Linked DNA regions of Mus musculus: regions 1, 2, 4 and 5 are each linked to region 3. The links are chromatin contacts, called in public HiChIP or PLAC-seq, Micro-C and promoter capture Hi-C maps. All regions are on one chromosome and are shown on one strand. Each heading gives the region's core, a stretch centred on a gene start, on an enhancer-like site or on the middle of the called end of the contact. The rest is flanking DNA. Distances are from core to core; before and after follow the strand shown. Region 1 has its middle 330 kb from the start of Mir6343. Region 2 holds the start of Pax3 (paired box 3). Region 3 holds the start of Epha4 (Eph receptor A4). Region 4 has its middle 360 kb from the start of Mir6343. Region 5 has its middle 150 kb from the start of Mir6343.

The links. Promoter capture Hi-C pulls out the DNA fragments that hold promoters and counts their contacts. A called contact is a pair of places that touch in the nucleus more often than the background predicts. HiChIP or PLAC-seq counts read pairs in DNA pulled down with a chosen protein or histone mark.
Region 1: a contact with region 3 is called in a promoter capture Hi-C map of hippocampal neurons, with 31 times the contacts expected there. The contact joins the enhancer-like site here to the promoter of Epha4 in region 3. A contact is called at or near these places in 4 of 39 promoter capture datasets (the 3T3-L1 cell line, hippocampal neurons and liver), 6 of 484 Hi-C or Micro-C datasets (the HL-1 cell line, cortical neurons, embryonic stem cells and 2 more), 15 of 115 datasets of contacts at active chromatin or transcription factors (craniofacial prominence, embryonic basal ganglia, embryonic forebrain and 9 more) and 3 of 9 other capture datasets (adipose tissue, embryonic stem cells and liver).
Region 2: a Micro-C map of embryonic stem cells shows a contact between it and region 3, with 5 times the contacts expected there. The contact joins the promoter of Pax3 here to the promoter of Epha4 in region 3. A contact is called at or near these places in 2 of 484 Hi-C or Micro-C datasets (both in embryonic stem cells) and 2 of 115 datasets of contacts at active chromatin or transcription factors (embryonic stem cells and pancreatic cancer cells).
Region 4: an H3K4me3 HiChIP or PLAC-seq map of craniofacial prominence shows a contact between it and region 3, with 5 times the contacts expected there. The contact joins the enhancer-like site here to the promoter of Epha4 in region 3. A contact is called at or near these places in 6 of 39 promoter capture datasets (the 3T3-L1 cell line, the SN4741 cell line, embryonic stem cells and 2 more), 8 of 484 Hi-C or Micro-C datasets (cerebellar granule neurons, cerebral cortex, embryonic stem cells and 4 more), 19 of 115 datasets of contacts at active chromatin or transcription factors (astrocytes, bone marrow-derived macrophages, craniofacial prominence and 12 more) and 2 of 9 other capture datasets (adipose tissue and embryonic stem cells).
Region 5: a contact with region 3 is called in an H3K27ac HiChIP or PLAC-seq map of heart atrium, with 13 times the contacts expected there. The contact joins the enhancer-like site here to the promoter of Epha4 in region 3. A contact is called at or near these places in 3 of 39 promoter capture datasets (the SN4741 cell line, hippocampal neurons and stem cell-derived epiblast-like cells), 7 of 484 Hi-C or Micro-C datasets (cerebellar granule neurons, cranial neural crest, embryonic fibroblasts and 3 more), 15 of 115 datasets of contacts at active chromatin or transcription factors (astrocytes, craniofacial prominence, embryonic basal ganglia and 10 more) and 2 of 9 other capture datasets (adipose tissue and embryonic stem cells).

Annotation. Positions count from the first base shown.
Region 1 is chr1:76,834,196-76,836,895 of GRCm38.p6, reverse strand. No RefSeq gene overlaps it. Among named protein-coding and RNA genes, the nearest start is that of Mir6343, 330 kb to the right of the region's middle. Within about 2 kb of position 1,400, at least 8 of the 459 cell types and tissues checked have an H3K27ac peak or open chromatin away from gene starts, as enhancers often do. A contact at or near this core is called in hippocampal neurons, where this site is marked.
Region 2 is chr1:78,195,788-78,198,487 of GRCm38.p6, reverse strand. It overlaps Pax3 (paired box 3), which reads left to right and starts at 1,352. Exons shown (of 8, transcript NM_008781.4): 1 at 1,352-1,823. The coding sequence starts at 1,739. RefSeq lists cis regulatory regions at 23-245, 401-633, an enhancer at 23-633 and a promoter at 1-1,788.
Region 3 is chr1:77,513,669-77,516,368 of GRCm38.p6, reverse strand. It overlaps Epha4 (Eph receptor A4), which reads left to right and starts at 1,281. Exons shown (of 18, transcript NM_007936.3): 1 at 1,281-1,428. The coding sequence starts at 1,338.
Region 4 is chr1:76,865,060-76,867,759 of GRCm38.p6, reverse strand. No RefSeq gene overlaps it. Among named protein-coding and RNA genes, the nearest start is that of Mir6343, 360 kb to the right of the region's middle. Within about 2 kb of position 1,314, at least 29 of the 459 cell types and tissues checked have an H3K27ac peak or open chromatin away from gene starts, as enhancers often do. A contact at or near this core is called in cerebral cortex, craniofacial prominence and hippocampal neurons, where this site is marked.
Region 5 is chr1:76,656,959-76,659,658 of GRCm38.p6, reverse strand. No RefSeq gene overlaps it. Among named protein-coding and RNA genes, the nearest start is that of Mir6343, 150 kb to the right of the region's middle. Within about 2 kb of position 1,263, at least 5 of the 459 cell types and tissues checked have an H3K27ac peak or open chromatin away from gene starts, as enhancers often do. A contact at or near this core is called in heart atrium, where this site is marked.

The DNA.
Region 1 (2,700 bases), core at 151-2,650, 680 kb after region 3:
CTCTGCTCTGGCCCACAAGTCTCATCATACTCCTTGCTGTCCTCAATGATTGTAGACTCCTTTGAAGTGACACAGCACAATTATTACTAACCTCTTTAAACGTCTTAGTTTCAGACATTCATTAAGAGTATTTATGGTGAGTTATTTCCAGTGAAAATAAAATCTATGTCTAAATGAAAGTATTCAAGTGCACCTCACATTACCAACTCCTCAATATAAATTTTCTGCTAAAAGAAATTGAATCAGATCGGTATGATTTTATCCAGATAAGCCTCATTGTTATTCACTGGTCCCTTTTCAATCTCGTAGCTGCATGTGAGCCCTTGCTTGTTTCCAACAGCCACAGTAAACCCATGGCTAATTTGATCAGCAGAAAAACAATACTTCCTGACACTTATCTTCAGAAAGATGCTGGAAAAATGGCCCAACACAGAGCTTCAGTGTGAGATCTTCTCACTGCCCTTAGCTGTCTTTCGATAGCCTATGCTGTTCTGCTTGCCAATGCTGAGCCTAGCTATACAGAGCCTGCGATCAGATGATTTCAGTGTATGGTTCTTGCAAAAACAAAGGAAGGGGGACATCCTTGGAAAGAGTGTCAAAATCATTACAGGAAAGGGAGGCAACAACCTTAGTGACTGTTCATGTGAACATTTCCAATGATATCATTATTTTTGGTCCCAGACTCTGGGGTCAATCTCTTCGAAGTTGAGTCTGTTCTAATAGTGAGAGGAAATCTGTCTTAGGATGCCTACGCGAGGAAAGACTTGCACTGAAAAAAGTTAACTCCGGAGACATCAGAAGTATGAATTCTGTCGTTATTTATACATCTAAAACAGGGTGGACGCTTTCCAAATATGCTTAACTTCATTTTCGATGTTTCTGGTTTTCAGACGTGGCTGGATTCCCATAATTACAGTTTCTCTTCTCCTCCTCACCTACGACATAGGGGTCCCATTGGTATTGGAAACGCAGGAGTTCAGTTCATGTGTGTTAGGGCCTGAGGTTATTATTATTGCCATCATTTTGCTGAACTGCAGAAAAACTGGAGCCTTTGGGGGACCCCTGAAAGACCCCTGCTTATCCCAATACAGTGCTAAAAAGTCAGAGTTCTTAAAAGAAATCCAGCCACCACATACCAATGAAAAGACCAGCTACAATACTGGGAGCTGTGCTTGATTTGTGCTGCAGGGATGGGGCAGATCCCATTCTAACAGAAATGTATCTAATACTTAGGGACTCTCTTCCCCCAGAGCATATAAACATCCCCCATATAGCACAATGAGCCAACTGGTCCCCCGGAACTAAGAGAGAAGGAGTTGGAGTCATTTGGAGCACTGTGAGTAATGAGGTTGACAGGGTGAGGCAAGGAGCTTGAGCAAGTCCACACCCCACCTACTGAGAGACTCTGGCCTGGCCACCACTCCCTCTCACTCATTTTCATCATCTGTACCCTAAGGCTTGGTTGTCTGTGGGAGTCATTCCGCCCTTCCTGGGGGAAGCAGATATATTGCTGAGCTATTTTCTGTTGTTTTTCCTCTCCTAATGAATGCCACACACATGACTTTTGAATGTGCGTGGTACTCCAGTGAGTGATTAAGTCTTGTGGGAAGGAGATCTCTGTGGAGGTGGTGTAAATAGATCTGGCACAGGAACAATGCTGTCTAGTTTCAGGAGAGTTCATGTTTGAATCACAGCATAGCTAGCTTCTTGCAACTCCGGCTTCTCCAACACCTAGGCATTTCTGTCACGCTTCAACTGGTGAGTCTTGCAGATGTAACTTGTCACTGTAACTGTCCTGACTCTTGTGGATCTAAACTGCCAAATGACAACTGTCTTCGGGGCCTTCTTCACAGGGTGATGGAAAACTAGCAAGGTAGTTTAAAGAAAAAAAAAAAAAAAGGAAGACAGAACTGTGCTTGATTTAACTTTAAAATCTTTCTACACTTCTCTGTAGCACTGAGGTTCAAGGTCCCTTTACTCAACACCTGGCCCAAATAAAGCCACACAGGGAGCACCTGAACTTGAGCGTGCCCCATTCTCACAGATGGCTTTCTTGGCACTAAGCCATTGGTAAAGCTTAATTCCTTTCAACGAGGCTTTATTGAGCAACTACAATGTGCTGAGCGCAGGCTGTCTCAGGCTGCATTTAATTTTCCTCAGTGGGACTTCCAGAAAACCTGCAACATGTTCCTAAGCATTAAGAGTGCACAACAAAGAAGAACGGGCACAAGATTTCCTTTCCTGCCCCCCCGCAATGTTAAAAAGCACTCTTGCATCTGCTTGTCACTTCATACCCACTCCAGTCAGATCTCAAAGCCAAGGTCTTTTCGTTCAGACAAGGAAGGTTCCTGATACTTTGGACATACAACCTTCCAATATGTTCCTCTCTTGGAGTAAATGATTTAATATTAGAAAATGTGAGAGCCCTAAGTGAGCACCCTGAATTCAGAGACATAGTGGGGATGTCTCTGAATTCCATGGTAGGGATGGAAGAGATGGGGAAGAAATCACAGCAATAATATTTCACTTTCTGGAGCACAAAGCTTTGGTCCCATATTACACAGAGTTGATTGCAATTGTAACTTAAAATATTGTAAAGAGTAGGAAAGGCGAGGAAGATTTCTTGGGGATATGGCAAGCACCTCTAAACGGCTGTAAGAAGGACAACCTTGGCTTTCTAAGAAGAAAATATAGGGAGCA
Region 2 (2,700 bases), core at 103-2,602, 680 kb before region 3:
GCCCCCCCCCCTTGAGTTTGCCTTAATTAGGGGGTGGGCAAGTAGGATTGGGGGCCTGAGTTCACATCAAAACTGTCAAAGGAGATGGGGGGGGGGAGGACATGGAGAGAGGGTTGGAGGATTCAGGGGCAGGAAAAATTCAAATATCATAAAAAGAAAAGGGAACTTGAAGCCCAGAAGTCATTGTTTCCTTTATTTCAAAGGGGAAAAAACCTGCCTGATTCTCATCCTTTTGATTGATTAAGGCCCTGAATACCTCTCGGCCCCAGAGTGACAGTCCCTGAATAGACTTGAGGGAATAAAGAGCAGCGCAGAACGTGGGGCTGGCACGGGAGGGGGGTGTAAGGGAGGAGTGTTCGCTGGCACTTACCAAGTTATAAATAAAAGGCTAGGCACAATGGTACCTTCTCTAAGGACAGACAGTCTTTACAACACTCCTGGCGTCATATCCTGCTGGGGACACTTCAGCTCCTAGCCAAGACGTTGCTTCTTTTATTTTTCCAGCAGTTTAGTCTGAATGCCATAATAAATTCCTGAGAACAAACGCTGCACCCGGGCAAAACCTCAACATATAGATGCAAGTGCATCGGGGATGAATGTGTACGTGGAGATTTAAAGTCCCCGCTTCTCAGAAGGGTTTTTAAACCAAGAAAAGGAGCTGGCTTCCCCATTGCTTGCAACTTGGAGCCCAGGGGAGGCCTAACCTCTTCAGTCTCTGTCATGGCTATGCCACCTGTCTTTCATTCCCAGCCTAAGAAAGACAAAAGGACCTTCTGGGCACATCTTGGACTCTTCCTGAGAGATGCCTTTCTGGGAGGCTCACATAGGGAGCTCAGGCCCAGAGGCAGACCAGAGAAAGGAAAAGGAAACACATCCGGAATTCTCTGTGCCCCTTTCCAAATTTGCTCCACCGCCATCTCCGTATTAGTAATCCCGAAGCGAAATCCACAGGTGAAAAGCAGGGGCAGACAGAGGAAATAAGGGGCGGATATAGCAAGGTTTCCAGAGAAAGGCGGAAAGAGATTAGGACAGAGTAATAGAAAACCAAGATGATCAAGGCTGAATCTCATGTAGAGGGACAGGGACACCGCGAGCCTTTTTCCATCCTCACTGGCTCTTGCCACCCAAGCTGCCTCTCCTAGTTTCAACCTGTCCACCCTTCTCTTGAGAAAGGGACACAGAGCTAGTCCCCCTCTGGGTCGGCGGAGGCCTGGGGACCGTCAGGGATGGGAAGAGAAAGTAGCTTCTGTCGCCCAATCAGCGCGTGTCTTTGCCACCCGGGACGGTCTCCTCCTCGGCCAATCGCAGCTCAGGGCTCCTGATCAAGCTTTGGGTGAAAGAACTAATAAATGCTCCCTAGTCCGGATCCCTGCACTCGGTGTCACGACGGGAGGAGACTTGGGACGTGTTCCTGCCTCGTCACCACCCTCCCTCACCCGATCTTCGCGGTGCAGTGAGCACCTTTGCCAGTAGCCCCAGCTGAGGGGCCGATCTGCTAGACTCGCACCAAACTCGTCCGCCCTGGGCTTGGGATCCTGCACTCAAGGGACTCCTCTGGAGCCTGTGGACTTGGATCTATTAGCGCCCCCCTCCCCGCGCCCCGCCTCCCTCTCTGGCCTTTTTTGGGGGAGGAGCTCTCCGAGATCCGGAGAGTTCCCGAGGGTCACCCGCCGCACTGTGCTCGCTTTTTCGTCTCGCCTTCACCTGGATATAATTTGCGAGCGAAGCTGCCCCCAGGATGACCACGCTGGCCGGCGCTGTGCCCAGGATGATGCGGCCCGGCCCGGGGCAGAATTACCCACGCAGCGGCTTCCCGCTGGAAGGTATGTTAGGGCCTCAGCTCGTCCGGATCCCCGGGCCTGGGATTGGCTGCCGCACCCCAATCCTGGTCTCCAGGGCCTCCACTCGTGCCTTACCGGGAGCCTCTTCCCGTGGTACTTCTCAACCCAAGAAGCAAAAGTGGGGAGGGGGTTCTCGTGGAGAGCGGGAGAAGCCCCATTTCACGTTCTGGCTGCAAACGGAGTGCTAAGCTCACTACAAGCTCTCGGAGCTTGCCTGGCCTGCTCCTGCCGGCTCCACTTTGCCCTGTTGTTTCGGAATTGCTGCCGTGAGAAAGGTGAACAAGCTTCGCAGCGCCGGAAGCAAGTTCTCTTTCTGTTCACCTAAAGTTGCTACGAAATTGTGCGGGCTGCGTTCACTTTTGAATAACTACTATTAGTTCGGCAAGAATTTTCCTGCTGTGAAAAATTCTGGTGGCCCTTCCTAGTTGAAAAGTTTTAGCATTGATTAGCAAATTCCACTCAACTCAAGTGGCATCTCGAAGTTTCTAAAATGGTTGGCAATGCCTTTCGGTTTGCTTAAAGGTGCTGGGAAATTTCGGGGAGGTAGAAATTACTGCAAACCCGAACCCGACCAAATAATTTGGGAAGTAAAAGCAGGAGACTGGGGTTCTGGAGGAGCCCTTCGACCTCGATCCAGAGTAAAACGTGACGTGCAAGGGCGGTCATTTCGGCAGTGGTGTCCACAGCTAGGCTCGCTGCCATTTTTATTTTTTAAGTGTAACAGGTGATACCTGCTGTCACCTGTGTCTCCTTTCGGGAGCCTCCCCAACCCTTGCCTACTATACCCTTATCGGGACCTCTGCCTTCTCAGGACTTTGAGGCAGTTATCGCAAGACATTTTAGACATCAGTCCTAGGTC
Region 3 (2,700 bases), core at 32-2,531:
AGACTTGGAGGAGGAAAATCTGGCCCGGGAGGGAGCCAAAGGAGGGGCAGCTTGAGGCGAGCACGGAAGGTGGATCTTTTGGAATCCCACCCCTTCAAACGCCTGGGGACCAGCCACCCAGTTTCAACTGGGGCGGGTCCCTTGGTAGCTAGCTGAGCTGCGGTTGGCGCTCAAATTGGCTTCCCCGGTGGCCTGAGCATCGGAGGACCGGATGGTGTCTGCGTCCCTGGGAAGTCGATGGTTGGCACCCAGAACAACGCGGGGTTGTGGGACAAGTTTCTGCGGGTAGAGCCTCTCATTTTGGTCCCCTGGGAGACTGTCCCCATCAGTACCGGGGAGACTTCGGAGTTCAGAGCCACAGTAGCTGCTCCAGGCAGCTTGCGACCCTCTGTCTGTCCCTTCTGTGCAGCAGGTGCTCGCATTCTTACAACCTTCCCCTTCTACACCTAAGTGTCCAGGAATGGCTAGAAGTGGTTCCAGGGACACTCCCTGGAAAGCACAGTGAGTTCCCGGTAGCTAGGGCTGTCGCGAGGTGATTTCTCCCTTCATAGTCCCGTAGTGGGCTCGGTCGATGTGAACACCCGGACCTGGCCAGGGATCACTTCCAAACGTTAGGAAGATTGGGGACAAGTGACCGCGCTCTGCTGCTGGGGAGATGACTGGGTCCCCCTGGCTAGGTAACTAAGAAGGAAAGGAATTATCAAGCTACGAAAGTCCCCCAGCCCAAAGCATTTCCCACGGAGGAACGCCATAAAGACACAAAACCTGGCAGTGAGGGTGGCTGCGTGCAGCAGAGAGCGCCCGACCTTAGCTGGGGTGGACAGTACAGAGACCCGACGACCTCGGCAAGGGGCAAGAGCCAAGGTGCAGGTCAACTTCAGACTTATTTCATCTCAACAGGAGTCTTTTCTCCCTCGCACACCTCCGGACTTGGGGCCGGGCGGGGAATGCCAACGTTTTCTGGCCTTCCCCACCGTCCTTTCGGAGTCTCTCGAAGTTCCCTCTGCCGTCCAAGGGATCGATCCCCAAGGATCGAGACAAGGTCTGGGGCCTCTCGTGGGGGCACAGACCCATCACTGCTGGGAAGCCAGCCTCGGGAGACCTTGAGCCCTGCGGAGGCTGGAGGGGGCGGGACCTCGGGGGTGGGCTCTGCACCGTGGGGGTGGGGACGTGGCGCTGGTTCTGCACTGCTATTGGTCACGAGCTCTGGACTGGCGGGTGTACGTCACGGGCCGGTCCCACCCTCTTGGCAATGTCTTCAGACTGCTGCACTCCTAACTTAAGCATTTATTCCACTGGGATAGAAGCGGCAGGAGCAGCGTTGGCACCGGCGAACCATGGCTGGGATTTTCTATTTCATCCTCTTTTCGTTTCTCTTTGGAATTTGCGACGCTGTCACCGGTTCTAGGGTATACCCCGCGAATGAAGGTAAGAGCCCGGCAGCCCTTATGCGGTCCGGGACCCGGAGGGGGTGATTCACTGATGAATGGTCTTCTGGAGCTCAGAACCAGTTAGGGTGGGGGGCGGGGGGTGGAGAGCGCGGCATGAGCCTCGCGTTCCCACTCCGGAGAAGAGTGCCGAACAGAGGGGATCCTCTTAAGTGGGGACTGAGGAGGATCAGGCTGTCTGAACTGAGAAGGGTGACCGATGCAAGCTGCCACTCTGCCCAAGTTTGTAGCGAAAGGCCAAAGTTTATCAGCATCCGCCTGCAGGGCCGGCTCAAGGCGCCCCGAGGGGATACACCGGGATTTGAAAACAAAACAAAAAAACGTGTGAGCAAAGTCCTCTACATCAGCAGCACAGGCGAGAAGGGAAACCCAAACGTAGAGCGCAGAGCGCCCGGCCTCTTGTCCAAGCCTTGCGAGCCCGGGTTTTTGCAAAGTTTTCCCAGCGCAGCGCTTCCCGGGACCCGGCTGCTTGGTCTCCGGAGCGCGCAGCGGTGGTGGCGCCGCTTGTCGGGCGCCGGTGACCTGATTTCTAGCACCGGGCCTCAGACACCTTTTTCTCCATCGGGCCGCGCACCCTGGAGGTTGCAATCTCAGGCCTACCTCTCCCCTACCCCAGATCCTTAGCTCATCCAGCAAAACTAGGGGACCAGTCAGCGAATTAAACATACCCCACTGTAAGCTTCTCTCTCCAGTATGGGGTACTGGACTAGTCTAGAAGGACAGGCATGACCGACGGGACCCATTCGTGTGCCGTTTTCTGTTTGTCTATTGCGACGTTCTGGAAGGATTGTTTGTCTGTTTTTCTGTCCGAGGTGAGGGGAGAGGTGGTGACCATTTAGTTTGTGATGGGCCTAGGGGGAAAGGAACACTCTCTGTGTCTATTTCTGTCCTTATGTGTCCCTGTCTCTCTATCTCTGTCTGTCTCTCTCCCCCTCCTCTCGTGTGTGTGTGTGTGTGTGTGTGTGTGTGTGTGTGTGTGTGTGTGTGTGTGTGTTTGAGGGCAAATGTGTGCCTGGCGCGGGTGTCTGCAGGAACCTGGACGTTTTGTGCCGGGTAAGCGAGTGCGCACAGTGTGTGAACGTGGGCTCCGGCCTGTGTTCGTGTTCCAACCTGCGCGCATTAGCTGTGCATCTGTCTCATCGATTCTTCCCACTCCGTACATCCATCTATCTATCCATCCAGCCAGCCAGCCTCCGTCTCCCCAGGCATCAGTCCATCTAGCTATTCCTGTGCAATCCACTATCATTTTTTC
Region 4 (2,700 bases), core at 65-2,564, 650 kb after region 3:
TATATATGCTTCAGGGTAAAAACTAGTGAACCTGTTCAGTTTCAGGGACTTCCTAAAGGTTTTGACTTGTCTATTTCCTGAGATCAAATGCTTCCTTGAAGGATAGAATCTTTTACCTTCCCTTAGAGAATCCAGTGACTTAAGCTTTCTTCAAAGATGGATAGTCTATCTCGCCTAAGAAATTGGTAGCCAACAAACAGGAAGAATAGACAGAGAAGAGAGAGGGAGAGAAGAGAGAGGGTGTGAGAGAAAGAAAAGTAGGAGGAAAGGAAAGAAAGAGGGAAGAAAGAGAGAAGAAGGGAGTGACAGAAGGAAGGAAGGGAGTGAGGGAAAGAGATAAGAAAGAAAAGAGAGCTGGAGCTAATGAGATGTGCTGATGCTTCCAATGAGGACCGTCATAACTGGAGTTAATACTGTGGGAAAGATTAGCATTAGTTAGTCCTGAAATCCTATGAAAGATTGAAACTTTTCAAACAACAACAAAAACCCAGACATTGATATTGTGACACTAATTTTGAAAACATTTGTTTTTATAAATTATGGTAGCAAATTAAATAACATGTCTCACACTTTTTAAAAAATTAATCGTAATCCACATTATTCTAATAGTCATTTGAAGTGTATATAGGGAAAGGCATTGAGTAAATAATAACATGATGTACAGTGTTTATGAATATATAGCACATGTAAATATGTATAAACATACAAATACTGCATACAATTTTTTTTTTTTAGTTTTCATTTTTTATTCTTCAGAAGTAACGTAAGTGAAAGTAATTACCGTGTTCAGTAATCAAAAGCTATTGTATATTGGGTAAAAGTCATAGAAGCATGAAATCTACAATTACAGCAGAGTCTCCGTTACAGCCTAGAATAGAGTAAAGAGAAACCAAACAGATTCAGAGCACTCCCGATTGCGTGATGCCTGCCAAACCTTCCGACAAAGAGAACCCAACCGCCTGCTTCTACCTCTTTTTAAAATAGTTCCTGTTAGACACAAAGGAAGCCAGCCATGTTATCTGGCATGAGAACACAGAGTCAGACAGGAAGAATGTCCAACCTGAGTCCAGCCGCCCAGCGACTAGCCTTGTAAATAGAAGAGTGCATTTTGTTGGAGTCTGAGTCCCTTCAATTTGCTGTCCCTGTGTTTGGTGGAAACTGTGGACCCGCGTAGGTCAAGGGGAAGGGAAAGTATGGGTCACCCCGAGTTTATACCATGTAGTGTTTTCATTTTCCATCCAGCTAAGTACATCCAGGCTCCCTGTTGGGCAAGCCGTTTTTCCCTTGTCTGTTCTTTTCCAGGAAGACTGCAGATGACAGCCTCAGAATCCGACCAGCCCGAGCACAGATGGTAAAGATTACAACTTGCTGCGCACTGACCTTTCGAAGCTGCTTTTCTTCCCAAGGTTCTCCTCATTTGACAGCTAGACTGGCTTTTTCTCAATTAATTTCATTACCCAAAACTAGTGTCGCCTTTTCTCTCTCCCTCTCTGATGACTCCAGGACAAAGTTTAATTCTCGTCTAAGCAGACGAGACTTGCACAGGACACATTGTTTCCTTTCACTGTGTTGACACCTGGCCCAGAGAAGCTGAAGATAATGCTGACATTGTCTCCATGTTGGTTTGCTTATTTCCACAGGTACCTAAACTAATGAATTTCAACTGGTCCCTGAGATGAGCAATGAGTAAGGACCTTGGATAAAGAGGTCATGGGTTCCTAGATGGAGCCCTATCATAAATCAAGGGACAAGGGACATTTATAAGGTGGTTATAAATTCTCAGCATAAGGCTACAAAGTGAGCCTATACTTTGATCATAAATAAGGATGAAATCTAAACCAATATAAACCAAGGTGCCTAAATTAAATGGAAAGTACTGACTTAAAATGATAAAGAAAAAAAAAAAAAAAACAAAGTCATCTCAGCCCTGTAAAGAGTTGGTTGGAAAACTTAGAATAGACATTAAAGATCAGATATTTTCTTTATCCCCAAGCAGAGTTAATCCCAAGTCTGGGAGCTCACCCATGGGCACATGCACTAGATTTTTATGATCACCCAAAAGTAACAGTAGGTGCTATTTTACATCATAAAACAGCAAAAGATATGAGTGAATCCTTTTCCGTATCAAGAAGTTATATAGCAAGTTCTGTTCTGATGAATAGTACAAACCTATTAAGTTTTTAAGTTAAGAATCTACTTCTTGCCATACTTCAAACAGAGGTAAAAAAAAGCACTATAGTAATATAATCATTCTCTAAAACATGTTGAGATGCAACTCTGAACCATTATCTATGTTGTTTTATTTTGCTCAAACAAATTAAAGCTCGGCCATTGATCAGAGATAAAAATTACCATTTTAATACACACTTAGAATTCGGTCTAACTTTAGAAGGCTGTACAGTTAGACTTTTGATCTCAAATGAGAAGGTGATAAAAGTGTCGTGTAAGATTTGCTTATATTTTACAATTTCATTAAAAGAGGATTAACTTTTCAGGGAAAATATGGGGAAAAAACTAATTAAAATCGAAAGCCTCAATAAATTTACCATTCTGGTGTCATATAACACTCTGAAGGTGCAAGAGGATGTCGGGAGCAAAGCGAATCATTCAAGAAAAGTTTTAAAACAAATATAAGAAAATCCATTGTTAAACAAGCTGGGGGACTGTGCAGATTTATCAGTCATCCTGGGAGCCAGCAGG
Region 5 (2,700 bases), core at 14-2,513, 860 kb after region 3:
TACACTGCAGAATTCTTAACAGTATCTTTCACTCTCTAGATACCAACAACAATGTGCCTCTTCCTGACCGATTGTTAAAATCAAAATGTCTCCACATGTTGTCCGGGGTCAGGGAACATACCCCTAGGTGAATTCCACTATTTTCCAAATAAATGCTGACTTTGACTCTATCATAAGGTAGGGGTTTGAGTATAGGATAATTGATAGGAATTATGCCACACAAATGATGTTCCTAAAGCACAGAAGACAAATCACCCATGGAAGGAGTTACAGAGACAAAATTTGGAGCTGTGACGAAAGGATGGACCATCTAGTGATTGCCATATGCAGGGATCCATCCCATAATCAGCTTCCAAATGCTGACACCATTGCATACACTAGCAAGATTTTGCTGAAAGGACCCAGATATAGCTCCCTCTTGTGAGACTATGCCGGGGCCTAGCAAACACAGAAGTGGATGATCACAGTCAGCTATTGGATGGGTCACACGGCCCCCAATGGAGGAGCTAGAGAATGTACCCAAGGAGCTAAAGGGATCTGGAACCCTATAGGTGGAATAACAATATGAACTAACCAATACCCCGGAGCTCTTGACTCTAGCTGCATATGTATCAAAAGATGGCCTAGTTGGCCATCACTGGAAAGAGAGGCCCATTGGACTTGCAAACTTTATATGCCCCAGTACAGGGGAACGCCAGGGTCAAAAAGGGGGAGTGGGTGGGTAGGGGGTTGGGGGGTGGGTATGGGGGACCTTTGGGATAGCATTGAAAATGTAAACGAGGAAAATACCTAATAAAAAAATAAAGAATATATTTGATTGTATCTTAAGGACTCTGCAATGGTTTTCATACCATCATCTGTCCTTAAGACTAGAGCTGAGGCCATGGTGAAGTGCAGACTAGAATCTTGACTCAGTGAATGCCAAGGGCAATCATACAATATCAATATCGCTACAATGAACAACCTTATTCTGATCTCTCTTGGGCAGGCTGCTATCAGGAGCTGTAGGATCCAGGGAGAAGCCCCACATTATCAGACAGAAAAGCAAGTCTCAGAAAGTAGTCATGGGTTGACTGCCCACTTGCTATGGCCTCAGGAAGGTCTCCCTCTCTCTGGCTGAAATGTCCTAAAGCTCTCAGCTTATCTCCCTTGTCATGTTGGCCCCAGTCCATGTTTCCTCCTCAGAGCTGTCAGAATGTTCTCTCTGAAGCAAAAGCCTGAAATTATCTCTGCCCTACTTGCAAGGCTTTGATGCTGCCGCTGAGATATAGTTCAAACTTCTTAGCTTGGCCTTCATGCTGACTCCATCTCTCGACACCCCTTCTGCATCTGTTAAATACAAGCTCAGAGGTGACTGTGTCCTTTTTTGTATATGTTTCTGCAAGGACAGCAACTTCTAGTCAGTGGCACTTCAGCGTCGGTCCTGTTTGTACTTTTACAAAAGTTGTCAAAGGGAAAGCCTTTCTGTTTGTTTCTGTGTTTTTTTTTTTCTTTCTTTCTATAGGGCACTTATTTAGCAATGTTACATTTTATAGTCCTGTTATTTTCTCTAACCCTCACCCTTCTCTACTTCTCCTATTTCTCTGAAGTTTTCCTCTTGGCCTCCCCTGGTGATAATTTCTCTCTTTGCTAAATTTCTACGTACACAAAAGTCCCCATGCTAACACTCCTCTTCCCAAAGTCTCCTTGGTAACCAGAGCTAATTTGGTACTGGTGACTTCCAATGTATCTATCACCCATTGACCAAGGAACAGATTCTTTAAATTAACTGTCTTTGGCACAATTAGGTTACAGACCTCATTGACATTCACTATTTAACACGCCCTCAGATTGAGCTTTGTTTTTCCACAGATTTGACGTCTTTTCGAAGCATACAATGTGACAATCTGCATAAGAAACAATCCTATCCATGTTCAGTTAGTGATTGGCCAAGTCCACTTGATGTTGCTATTAGGATGTTCTCTGGCTTCCTTATTCTTTGTGCATTTACTCATATTTTATTATATGGAGTGTTTCAACTTTATGTCATTAGTATGGGCTTGTCTTGTCTTATTTAAAATAGGACTACGCTATTCTTGTTTCAATTAAAATTATTTTATTTTATTTTACTCATGAGTGTTTTGCTTGCATATGTTCATGTGTGCCATACGTATGCAGTGTGTGTGTGAAGTCCAGAAAATGGCATTATATCCCCTTAAACTAGAATTACTAAATATTGTTAGCAGTTATATGGGAGCTAAGAACTAAACCATAATCCTTCATAGAAGCAGCAAGTACTCTTAACTGCTGAGCCATCTCCCCAGGCTTCTTGTTCCTGACAAAGTAAGTCTAGTTATGTCCTGTCAGCATTGAAAATCCTTCTAGAGATTTCATAGAATATAGCTCAATTGTATTGACATGTATGACTAGTAGAATGGGAGCACCGTTGTTATTATAACAACATAAAGAAATCCTCTACAATGACCTTTATTAAGTAGCTATGCCAGTCCTCATGAAATATTCTTGATTATGGAGACAGAGTTGCTCAGTGTTTGGCTGAGCTGGCTGGCCAATGAAGTTTGGAAATCTTTTTCCCTTCTCCCAGTTCTGGGGTTATATAAACCTACCTCACTTGGATTTTAAGTTGATGCTACGGACCTCATACTTCTCTACCAGGTACTTCTCTGGCATTTGCAGTATTACCACATTCCTATATAGCTC